2 separate regions of the Mus musculus genome follow, and region 2 is linked to region 1. A link is a contact called in public Hi-C data. All regions are on one chromosome and are shown on one strand. Each heading gives the region's core, a stretch centred on a gene start, on an enhancer-like site or on the middle of the called end of the contact. The rest is flanking DNA. Distances are from core to core; before and after follow the strand shown.

Region 1 (5,506 bases), core at 998-3,497:
CCAACCATAAGATTGTTTTTGTTGCGACTTCGTAGCTGTAATTTTGCTACTGTTGTGAGTCATAATGTAAATATTTATGCTTTCCTGCTGGTCTTAGGCGACCCCTGTGAAAGGGTCATTTGACTCCCTAAGGGGTCACGCCCCACAGGTTGAGAACCACTGGTTCAGACCCGGTGAGTGTAACTGTTTGCTCTAGCTCTACCGAGTGATTACTGAGGACCTCTGCCTTAGTGTTATGTCTTGCTGAACCAGAATACCACAGGCTGTGTAAGTTATACAAATAAGAAATCTGCTTTTATTTGCAGACTGTGAGGTCCAAGGCCAAGGGCCCTGCATCTCTGGAGACTCTGCCCATGGGGCAGGCAGATGGGCCCAGAGAAAGTAAAATAAGAAGAAGCAAGAAGAAGCACGCACCCTCAATAATCCAGACATGGAGGAGCGTCCCCAAACCTGAACATGTCCCACTAGGGCCCAACACTGCATCTTCCTGGGCCATCCTCCCTGCTCACATTCCAACATAAGATGGAAAATGATACAGGGAGACATGTCAGACTCTGTCCTCCACATGTGCATACCCATGCACATGTGTGCACACATATATGTACACATATATGTATATAGATTATATAAGTATACATATGTATATATATAAGTATATATTGTATATTTGTGTATATATTATATATAAACATGCATGTATGTATATATTACATATAAGCGTACGTGTGTATATTATATATAAGCATACATGTAGATAAGTATATATATGTACACATATATGTACTTATATACATTTATACACATAGGGTGGAGGGGGTTGATGGGATAAAATCCTAAAGATGTATATGTATGTGTATGTGTATATGTATACATACAAACACACACATACACACACACATATATATACTTATGCTTTTAAAGTAAGAAATATGAATAGCTGGATGTGCCATGAGACAGTGGCTTGCTCAGATGTGCCCAGCCAAGGAACAATCCCAAGTGTTCTCCAACCAACAAATGCACCTTGGTATAGCAGGGAGGGTTCTGGTCCCACCAGCGTGAGCACTTGACCTCAGGGCTCTTCAAGCCAGCCCTGTCCTGTCACACTCTGATGCTGGCAGAGACAATGGGCAAGTGTCAGCCCTTACATCTGCAGAACCTCAGAGTGCCTCAACACCCCGCTGCAAACCTCAGACAGCAGTCTCAACTCCGCTTATACAGTCCAAGTATAGCAGGACTGTCTCTGAGGCGCCAGCAGCAGAGTAACGACAGGGAGACACTTTTTAATAATTATGAAAGCCTTGCCTTGGCTTAGGCTTGTTCCTAACTAGCTCTTATACTTAAATGTCCCGTTTCTACTAATCTACATTCTCCACACTTGCTCCTTCCCGGAATCTGGTTGGTGAATGATGTCTGACTGATAACTGTCCGCGCTCAGACTTTCCCAGAGTTCCCAACTCTCCCCAGAAGCCCCGCCTATTCTTTCCTGCTCTGCCATAGGCCGTTCATCTCTTTATTAATCCAATCAGAAGGCCATGGATAAGATGCTTGCAAAACGCTGAGAGATGGGATGCTTCATACAAAGACAACCTGTATACGGTGCACAAGAGATTCGCCCAACATCTAAGCCTCCCCTGTGTTTGGTGGGGGCGGAGGGAGGGAGTGGGATAAAATCCCAAAGATATCCTAGAGAATTTATTCCCCTCCATGTTAGAGTGGACCAGTGGTTCTAGGCCTGTGGGTTGCGCAATCCCTTTGGCTAACCTCTATCTCCAAAAATATTTACACTATGATCCATCAAAGTAGCAAAATTATCCAGTGACAACGAAAATAATTTGATGGTTGGTGGGGGGGTCGCCCCAACATGAGGAACTGTATTATAGGGTCGCAGCATTGGGAACCACTGGGCTAGAGCAGTTTGCAAGCTTAAGATCTTTCTCCACCTGCTGGAACCACACTTCTTGCGCGCTGGTCTCAGAAACAGAGGGGATTGGTGACGTTTCCATCTGGCCTGGATTTCCGGCTATCTGAAGGTGGAGATGCATGGCCCCCCTCTGCCAAGAGGCTGAGAAGCTGTCCACAGCGCCACCCGGCTCCTGTCCCCTCTCTGCCAAAGGAGTCAGGAGCAGAGCCAGCCCCTGGCATCCCCAGACAGATGGCAGGGGAGTAAAACAAAAGTGGCCTTGTTAGTACCGGGCGCCTTCCTCAGGAGAAGCTATTTTTGTTGTGGTTATGAAGCGAAGTCTCCGCTGCACCCCCTTTCCCGGCGAGGAGGGCTGTGGGATGAAATTTGTTCCAAAGTTCAGGGTTTTAATTAGAACCAGAAGTGCCAGGTTTTGTCAGAAATATTTTGGAATTGGGTATGCTCGCTCGTGAGCCCCACCCCCCCACCCCCTCTCCCTCTCTCCTGGCAGTGGTACAAAGTAAATGTTGTCCCAGCGGGGACTCCCCTCCCATCACACTTCAGAGCAGAGGGGAGAACTGTTGCCCCTACCCCTGCTCGCAGCTGGGAGCTCTACCCACTTTATGGCCACGGTGGAACTGGGGGAGGAGCACCGGACAGAAGTGGAACCACAGTGCGAGGACACGCCCCCGGGGTTCTTTTGGGAAAAAAGCAAAGGAGCCTGGCACGGCGCCCAGCACACAGGGGCCTCCAGGAAATCCATGTGCCTTGAGAAGAGAAAACAGGCTTCCCCAGGACTGAAGCCAGTGGAGACACTGCAGCCAGGAGCCCAAGTTCAGGGCTGGCAGCGGCGTTCAGGATTCAGACGGCCCTCCTTGTTATTTTGGATTCTTACCTTCCTCTTTCAAAAAAAAAAAAAAAGTGTGTGTGTGTGTGTGTGTGTGTGTGTGTGTGCGCGCGCACGCACACACTAGAACATATGTGTTCTGATGTGTGCATGCAGAAGTCACAGGACAGTTGCTGGCATTGGGGGATCAGGTGATGGATTAGCATTCACCTTGATTTTTGAGGCAGAGTCTCTCATTGTCCGGAGCTTGCCATAACGTGCATGGCCAGTGAGTCTCACCGATCAGCCATCTTTGTCCCCCGGTGCCGGGATTGCAGGCGGGCACCACTATGTCTGGCTTCTTTCACGTGGGTTCTAGGGAACCAAAGTGAAGCCCTCTTGTATACAAGATGACTCTCTACCAACCTGTCCTCTCTCTAGCCCTCTCCTCTCTTTTCCTTCCTTCCTTCCTTCCTTCCTTCCTTCCTTCCTTCCTTCCTTCCTTCCTTCCTTCCTTCCTTCCTGTCTGTTTTTCTACCTTTTCTTTTCTTTCCTTTCCTTTCCTTTCCTTTCCTTTCCTTTCCTTTCCTTTCCTTTCCTTTCCTTTCCTTTTTTCTTTTCTTTTCTTTTCTTTTCTTTTCTTTTCTTTTCTTTTCTTTTCTTTTCTAATTGGGGTGGCTGTTTTGTTTCTCCAGCGCTGGAGACTGAACCCAGAGCAAGCATTCTCCCACTGATGTATATCCCCAGCCCTTTTTGCAGGTTTTGTTTTGAAGCAGGATCCATGCTCAGTAACCCAGACTGACCTTGAACTTGCAATCCTCCTGCCTCAGCTTCTGGAATAGCTGGGATGACCGGCCTTCACTACTTTCTCTGTTTAAATGAGTTAGAAACTCAAACCACATGTGACTCCTTCCCTTGCAGCAGAATAAACACAGGTAAGATGAAAACATCCCCACACTCCACGGGCTCCTGGTCATGTGGTGCAGATGCCTCATGGTGACCTCCTCTGTGCTTGACAGTATCAAAGTGATGCTTTGATTACTTATGGCCTTTGGTTAGGTGCAAAGGGAGTTTGCTTCTGTCTTGCGGTGAGGTGGTTAGAAGTGAGGACTCGGGATCCCGCATGTCTGGAGTCTAACTCTGGCTGCAGGCCTTTGTGGTAGCTTCAGAGTAGATGGGTGGGCCCGGCCTCCTGGTGTGTGACCGCCAATGACCACAACGGCCTGTTCAGGGCTATGTGTGGCCAGGCACTCTAGGAGATCTGGGCTGCCTGCTCTGGTCTCAGTTCTCTGAGGTCCAGGGTTGCAGCCCTGTGCCGTTTTATTTATTTTGAGGCAGAATCTTGCTTCGTAGCCTGGGACTCATAATCCTCCTGCCTCAGACTCCCAAGTAAACGAGGTCATAGCTGGGCACCACCACACTTGGCTCTGAGCCAGCTTTCCAACTAGAAGAAGAGCTATGTGCTAAATTTATGACTGCCCTTCCTTCCTTCCTTCCTTCCTTCCTTCCTTCCTTCCTTCCTTCCCTCCCTCCCTCCCTCCCTCCCTCCCTCCCTTCCCTTCCCTCCCTTCCCTTCCCTTCCCTCCCTCCCTCCCTCCCTCCCTCCCTCCCTCCCTCCCTCCTTCCTTCCTTCCTTCCTTCCTTCCTTCCTTCCGTGTTTACGTATGATGTGTATTGGTGTGTGAGCATGTGTATACTGTCCCATGGTGTGCATGTGGAGGGCCACGATTCATCCAAGAACTGAATATAGGTCATCAGGCTTTTAGGTCATTAGGTCATCAGGATTTTAGGTCATTAGGTCATCAGGCTTTTAGGTCATTAGGCTTTTATCTGTTGAGTCTTCTTGCCAGTCCTACCTTTAACTTTTCAGACATTACCTGGCTATCCCTTCATTTCCAGTACTAGACCCTCAGATTTGGAGAACAGACTCAGTTGAAAGAGATTGCTGAGGTCTGGGGTGGGGGAATGGGGGCTCTGTGTGTGTGTGTGTGTGTGTGTGTGTGTAGCAAATCCCCTGCTCACCTTGACCTCCACCTGCATTCCACTTTGACTTAAAAAAATCAGTAAACAGCCGGGCAGTGGTTGTATACGCCTTTAATCCCAGCACTTGGGAGACAGAGGCAGGTAGATTTCTGAATTCAAGGCCAGCCTGGTCTACAGAGTGAGTTCCAGGACAGCCAGTGCTACACAAAGAAACCCTGTCTCAGAAAAAAAAAAAAAAATCAGTAAACAGAGGCCAGGCATAGTGGTTCACACCCATCATCCCAGTACTCCAGAAGCAGAGGCAGGAGAATCAAGGGTTGGAGGCCAACCTGGGCTACAGAATGAGTCCTTATCTTGAAACAAACATGCAATCAGTAATTGCCTACAGGTGGCAGAGTTGAGAAGACACAGGAACACACGCAGGTCATGGCTTTTTAAATTCCTGCTCCAGGGAACCCAGCACCCTCTTCTGGCCTCTACAGGCACTGCACACCTGTGCGCACAGACAGACAAACAGACACACACACACACACACACACACACACACACACACACACACACACACACACGCACACAATTGAAAGCCTTTGGTGGTGCATCCCATGGAGATATGGAAGGCCAAGGCAGGAGAATCCCCAGGGAAGCTCGAGGGCCAACCCTCTTGGCCCATCAACTTGGTTGCCCTTTCTACACGATACACTTTTCCCAGAAGCTCTGGAACATCAGGCACAACACCTAGGGCCGATGAGTATAGAAAGCTTGATTTCATTTAAAATTAAAAGAATGCAGAAGTGCCG
Region 2 (5,506 bases), core at 908-3,407, 130 kb before region 1:
CTGGACAGTACATTCTGTTCTTTCCCCCCATTCTGTCTCCTCCTCCTCCCCCTCCATCTCTCTCCATTTCCTTCCAGCTTTCATTTTATCTCCTACTGTCTCTACTGTCTTTGTGTCCCCAACCCCAACCCCTCCAAGGCCCTGCCTCAGTATCCTTCTAACTTTAAGGTCTCTCTCTCTCTCTCTCTCTCTCTCTCTCTCTCTCTCTCCCATCCTGGGCTCATGTTACTGAAACATAGGAACATTTCAGACTCAGGGCATGTCTGTGCAGGAGAGGCTGTGTGACTCCGAGTTGCATGGCCAGGGGTCTGAGTTTCCTGGGTAGGCTCCTAAGTAGCAGATGCACATCATGCAGTCAGGAAACACATGGAGCCTGTGACCCAGGCACCAGGGAGGTGGTCACGACTAGCCACCATCTCCCAAGGCCTGCAAACCCTCTACCGATATGATCTTCCTGGCCACCAAGCCTTGCCACAGAAAGGCAGGGAAGGATCCCACCCCTGAATCCTCCCTCCAACTGTCAGGCTCTACACCAACATTTCCATTTCAGGTAAACTGGGCTATCTCAGTCTCCAACTCAGTCTGTTCTGAACAGCCATCCCCTGTGTGCTCCATGCTTGGCAGTGTTGCTGACCCCTGCCCATTAGATTTTTAGTAGGAAAGTAGCCCTGTTGTGACAACCCAATGTATCTCCAGATATGCCTGAAGGGTCCCCTGGGGGAGGGCAGCCTCCTGGAGTGGGGAGGGGGAAACACCTTTGCTCTTCCTCATCCAAGGCACTTTGATTTCCCCAATCCCCATAGCTTCCCAGTACTATGTGTGTTGTTGTGGCTGGTGGTGTCACAGCAGTGTGGTCCCAGGGTTTTCTGGGCACAGGGTGCGTGATAGTGTATGCCAGGTTGATCCCTAGAACCATCTCTGGAGCTGCTATGTGGCGAAGCCAAGGGGCTGCCCTTCATCATTCCGAGGAAGCTGTGGTCTTCGGCTCCTACATCCCTCGCTCTCTCCCCTGTCCTCTCTGCCTGAATCCACCTCATCCTCCTTCCCACTAGGCCACCTCCTCATATCAGGAGAAGAAACCTTCCAAGAGGCTGGCAAGGTGGTTCGGAGAGTAAGGAGACCTGAGTTCAATCCCTAGGGCCACGCGGTGGAGGATGAGACTGAATACATACAGGTTGACTTCTGATCTCTTTGTAGTTCAGAAATCCCATCTCTGGTGAATTGGCTTTGTAGTGAGGAGAACATGGCCTCTCTTGACAGTAGGGCTTGAGGGAAGCTGGGAGTTCCTATGAGAAGAGCCAGAAGCTGAAGTAGATGGGCCGAAAGAAGCCCTTGGGGACTCCCCAGTCAGTTCTGTATTGTGCCTGGTGGGCCCCATTTCTCATTGCTCATGTTCAGTTTAGTCCAATAGGGTCAGGCCATCATCCTTTCCTACGGCCGGCCGGCCAAAATTGGCTGGTGAGCATGCCCGGGGCCTCCTGATGGTTTAACGATCACATTTGGAGCAAAGGGAGTTTGGTGATCTGGGAGCATGGGGGACCTAAAGCCCTGAAAGACAGAGCAGAGGACCTGCTGTCCCCAACTGCCTCCCACCTTCCAAGCCTCTGACCGTGCTGATCTCAGTCAAAAGACTTCAGACTTCACAAGGGACACCCCCCCCCCGGGGGGGGGTTGGCACTTGTCTTTTGCAGAGCATGTTTCCAGAGCTCTCAGCTTGCCCTGAGTGGCATGGCAGATAATGAGAACATAGCCACAAGAACCTGGGGGAGCAATCGAGCCTGTGGCTCTCACCTCCCTCTGAGGACATCCACTCTGCTTCTGGTCCAGGGATACAGAACAGTCCTGGGAGCTTCCAGGCCCGGAGGAAGATATCTGGGCATCCTAGTACCACTCAGCTCCATTCTGCCCTTGACCCACAGAAAAAGTGAACCATGCTGGGGAGGACTGGAGGAAGATTGGCCATGGGATCTTCCCTAATGAAGTCCAGATGGGTGAGCACGTGTGTACACGTGCGCACGTGTGCTAATCCTCGTGTGCCCCACCACGGGCGGCGCATGACATCTTCACCCTACCAGCTCAGCTCTGAGGTCCGTAGGCATGTGCTCACGTGTGCACACGGCAGGCATGCACAGCCGCTTGGCATGAACCACGTTGGGGGTGCCACTTGGAGCAGGAACGATTTAATGTTCCAAATTGGGGCAGCAGTGGGGTGTGGTACCACGAAGAGGGTTGGTCAGAGCCAAGTCAGAACTCTTTATAACATTCGAGGTATCCTGCTTATTCTCCAAGGGTAAAGAGACCCCCGCAGGGTCTGGGATTCTGGAAAATCCACAAGTAACCACCTTCCAGCCAACCACCTTTCCTGACACTTCCCACCGGCATGCCCAGATGGTGCCTGAGATATAATCGCCACGTAACTCCTCCCCTCCCACCCCCCAACACACGCCAAGGCTGCAAGCCATGGAATACATTTCAAGCCACGCTGTAAACTGTGCTTTTGGATGTCATTGAGCCCTCCCGTGCCAATGACATCACAGTTTCCATGGCAACTAATATAATTAACATGAGGGAAGGTGCAAGGAGAAGGGAAGGCAGAGAAGGAGACGGGTAGAGTCCAGCCTGGAACAGAGAAAAGAACACGGGGTGCAGGGAGGGCAGAAGGACCCATAAATTCTTCTGCCACTTGTTAGACCGGCCCCCTGGACGTCACCCCCCCCCCCCGCCTCGTGGCAGGGTGGGGGTTGTGGAGGGTGAGCTCTTTGGCAAGCTCTGTCTCCTACAAAAATACAGAAAGGGCTTTGTCCCCTCTCCAGTTGCGGAGCTGACCCAGAGGAGCAAGCCTGCCTCAGGTGGGGCGAGAGCTCCTCTACGCTCCTTGGCTCTTGCAGGGTCTGGTGAAGCCAGGGCCTGGTGGGGCTTTCCTAGAGCCCAGCTGGGGATATGCATACTCCTATGGGAACACAGGTGACTGTGAAGTTGAAATGCTTGAACAAGAAAACCAGTGTTAGATTTTTCTTGCCCCTCTGCTAGAGGAGAGGTTGCAAGGGTAGAGGGCAGGTATGAGGAGAGGGGGGCATGAGTGGGATGAGGGTGCATGATGTGAAATATACGGAGGATCAATAGAAAGGTTTTGGTGTTGGTTTGTTTGGTTTTTTTTTTTTTGTTTGTTTGTTTTTTTGTTTTGTTTTGTTTTGGTTTTTGGTTTTTGGTTTTTAGAGACAGGGTTTCTCTGTATAGCCCTGGCTATCCTGGAACTCACTTTATAGACCAGGCTGGCCTTGAACTCAGAATTCCACCTGCCTCTGCCTCCCAAGTGCTAGGATTAAAGGCATGCACCACCACTGCCTGGCAGAAAGCTGAAAGAAAGAAAGAAAGAAAGAAAGAAAGAAAGAAAGAAAGAAAGAAAGAAAGAAAGAAAGAAAGAGAGAAAGGGAGAAAGAGAGAGAGGGAGAAAGAAAGAAAGAGAGAGAGAGAGAGAGAGAGAGAGGAAGAGAGAAAGAGAGAAAGAGAGAAAGAAAGAGGGAGGGGAGGGGGAGGGGAAGGGGGAGGGGAGGAGGAGGGAGAGGGGGAGAGGGAGGGAAAGCCAGCACTTCAGGTCACAATAATGACCCTTTACCCTTAGCTTGGTGCTAGCTTCCTGTGAGCCACGTTGGTTAAGCTCAGCTCTGGGACTGTTATTATTATGATGATGATGATGATGATGATGATGATGATGATGATGATGAAGATGAAGAATGTATGTGCATTGGTGTTTTGCCTGCATGTGTGTGTATTTGAGTGAGATTCTCTGATTCCTTGGAACTGAAGTTACAGACAGTTGTGAGCTGTCACATGGCTGCTGGAAATTGGACTTGGGTCCTCTGAAAGAACAGCCAGTGATCTCCTGAGCCATCTCTCCAGCCCCAGGACCTGTTTTGGTTTTTGTTGTTGTTGTTGTTTTGTTCTTTTAAGGCCCTGAAAGGACCATGTCTTAAAGGTTGGTGTTATTAGGAGATAGTGGAACCCCATGGGAGGTCTTCAAGTCAGGATCATGGTACTCCAGGCCTTTGCTCCCCTCTTCTGCTCCCTGTCATAGGCAAGCAGTTTCTTCCCCACTGCCTACTCTCATAGTGTGTGTAGATTAGAACCCTTAACTCCAACCTTTTCTATTCACAAGACAACTAATTTGGTGTTTTTGTTTGTTTGTTTACATAGCAACAGAAAGCTGACTAACTGGCACTTGGCATTTCATTCCCAGTCTTCTTCTTCTTCTTCTTCTTCTTCTTCTTCTTCTTCTTCTTCTTCTTCTTCTTCTTCTTCTTCTTCCTCCTCCTCATCCTCCTCCTCCTCCTCCTCCTCCTCCTCCTCTTCTTCTTCTCCTTCTCCTTCTCCTCCTCCTCCTCCTCCTCCTCTTCCTACTCCTCCCCTTCTTTCTCCTCCTCCTTCCTCCTCCTCCTCCTTCTCTTTCTCTGCCCCCTCTTCCTCCTCCCCTCCTCCTTCTCTTCCCCCTCCTTCTCCCCCTCTCCTCCTCCTCCTCTTCCTCCTCCTCCTCTTTCTCTTTCTTGTTCCTCATCTTTATTTAAAAAGAAAGAAAAGAAGATTTATTTGTTTTTATTTTGTGTGCACAAGTGTTTTGCCTGAAGGCATATAAATGTGCTTCATGTATGCCTGTTCTCAGAAGAAAAGTATCAGACACCCTAGAGGTACAAATGGCTGTGAGCTGGGAGAAAACACGGGTCTTCTGCAAGGGCATCCAGGGCTCTTAACCCCTGAGCCACCTCTCCAGGCCCCTTTTCTTTTTTCTGTTTGCTTATTTTGAGGTAGGATCTCACTATGTAATCTTGACTGGCCTGAATCATGTTATGTAGACCAGGCTAGCCTTGAACTCAGAGGTTCTGCCTCCCAAAAGTGCTGGGATTAAGGGCATGTGCTATCCTGCCCTCCCCAACTACTCACCTTTTTTCTTTTATCAGTGATGGGGTTTCTTAAAGCCGAGGCTGGCCTCAAAGTCACTCTATAGCTGAGGATGGCCTTGAAGTCTTGATCCTCCTGCCTCCACCTCTCAAGTGTGTGGATAACCTGCATATGCAACTGTGCCCAGCAGTGATTCTGGCCCATAAACCTGAGGCCAGGACTTGACAGAACACGTCTTCAGAGCATACACATCCGAATGGGACCACGGCTTCATTTCCACAATGAACTTACTGCATAGCGGAGACTTAATTGGGGATGCCAGAGTTTACACTGCTGGAGTGACTGACTGGGTGTGTCATGGGACTTCAAAGAAGATGTCTCTGTGACGAAGAGATAGTCAGAGAGGCAATGGCAGATCTGGGCTGAGGAACAGGGTGGGGTGTTAAAGTGGATGGTCCTCCCCTCCTGCCTTTTCTCCTCCCTCTTCTTCTCCCTCATCGTCCCCTTCCCTTTTCTCTTCCATTCCCCAATGTTCATGAGAAGTCCTTCCAGTGAGCCACACTCTCCCCTCTACCCTCCCATCCCAGGCATACCCCAGTTCTGATCTCTGGGA

The links. A called contact is a pair of places that touch in the nucleus more often than the background predicts.
Region 2: a Hi-C map of cerebral cortex shows a contact between it and region 1, with 1.9 times the contacts expected there. The contact joins two enhancer-like sites. A contact is called at or near these places in 3 of 39 promoter capture datasets (the C10 cell line, stem cell-derived epiblast-like cells and trophoblast stem cells), 1 of 15 datasets of contacts at CTCF or cohesin (the NIH/3T3 cell line), 8 of 484 Hi-C or Micro-C datasets (B cells, the G1E-ER4 cell line, cerebellum and 2 more), 3 of 115 datasets of contacts at active chromatin or transcription factors (embryonic stem cells and pancreatic cancer cells) and 1 of 9 other capture datasets (embryonic stem cells).

The regions. Positions count from the first base shown.
Region 1 is chr5:118,291,307-118,296,812 of GRCm38.p6, reverse strand. No RefSeq gene overlaps it. Among named protein-coding and RNA genes, the nearest start is that of Gm25076, 28 kb to the right of the region's middle. Within about 2 kb of position 2,247, at least 132 of the 459 cell types and tissues checked have an H3K27ac peak or open chromatin away from gene starts, as enhancers often do. A contact at or near this core is called in cerebral cortex, where this site is marked.
Region 2 is chr5:118,419,307-118,424,812 of GRCm38.p6, reverse strand. No RefSeq gene overlaps it. Among named protein-coding and RNA genes, the nearest start is that of Gm30657, 8.5 kb to the right of the region's middle. Within about 2 kb of position 2,157, at least 97 of the 459 cell types and tissues checked have an H3K27ac peak or open chromatin away from gene starts, as enhancers often do. A contact at or near this core is called in cerebral cortex, where this site is marked.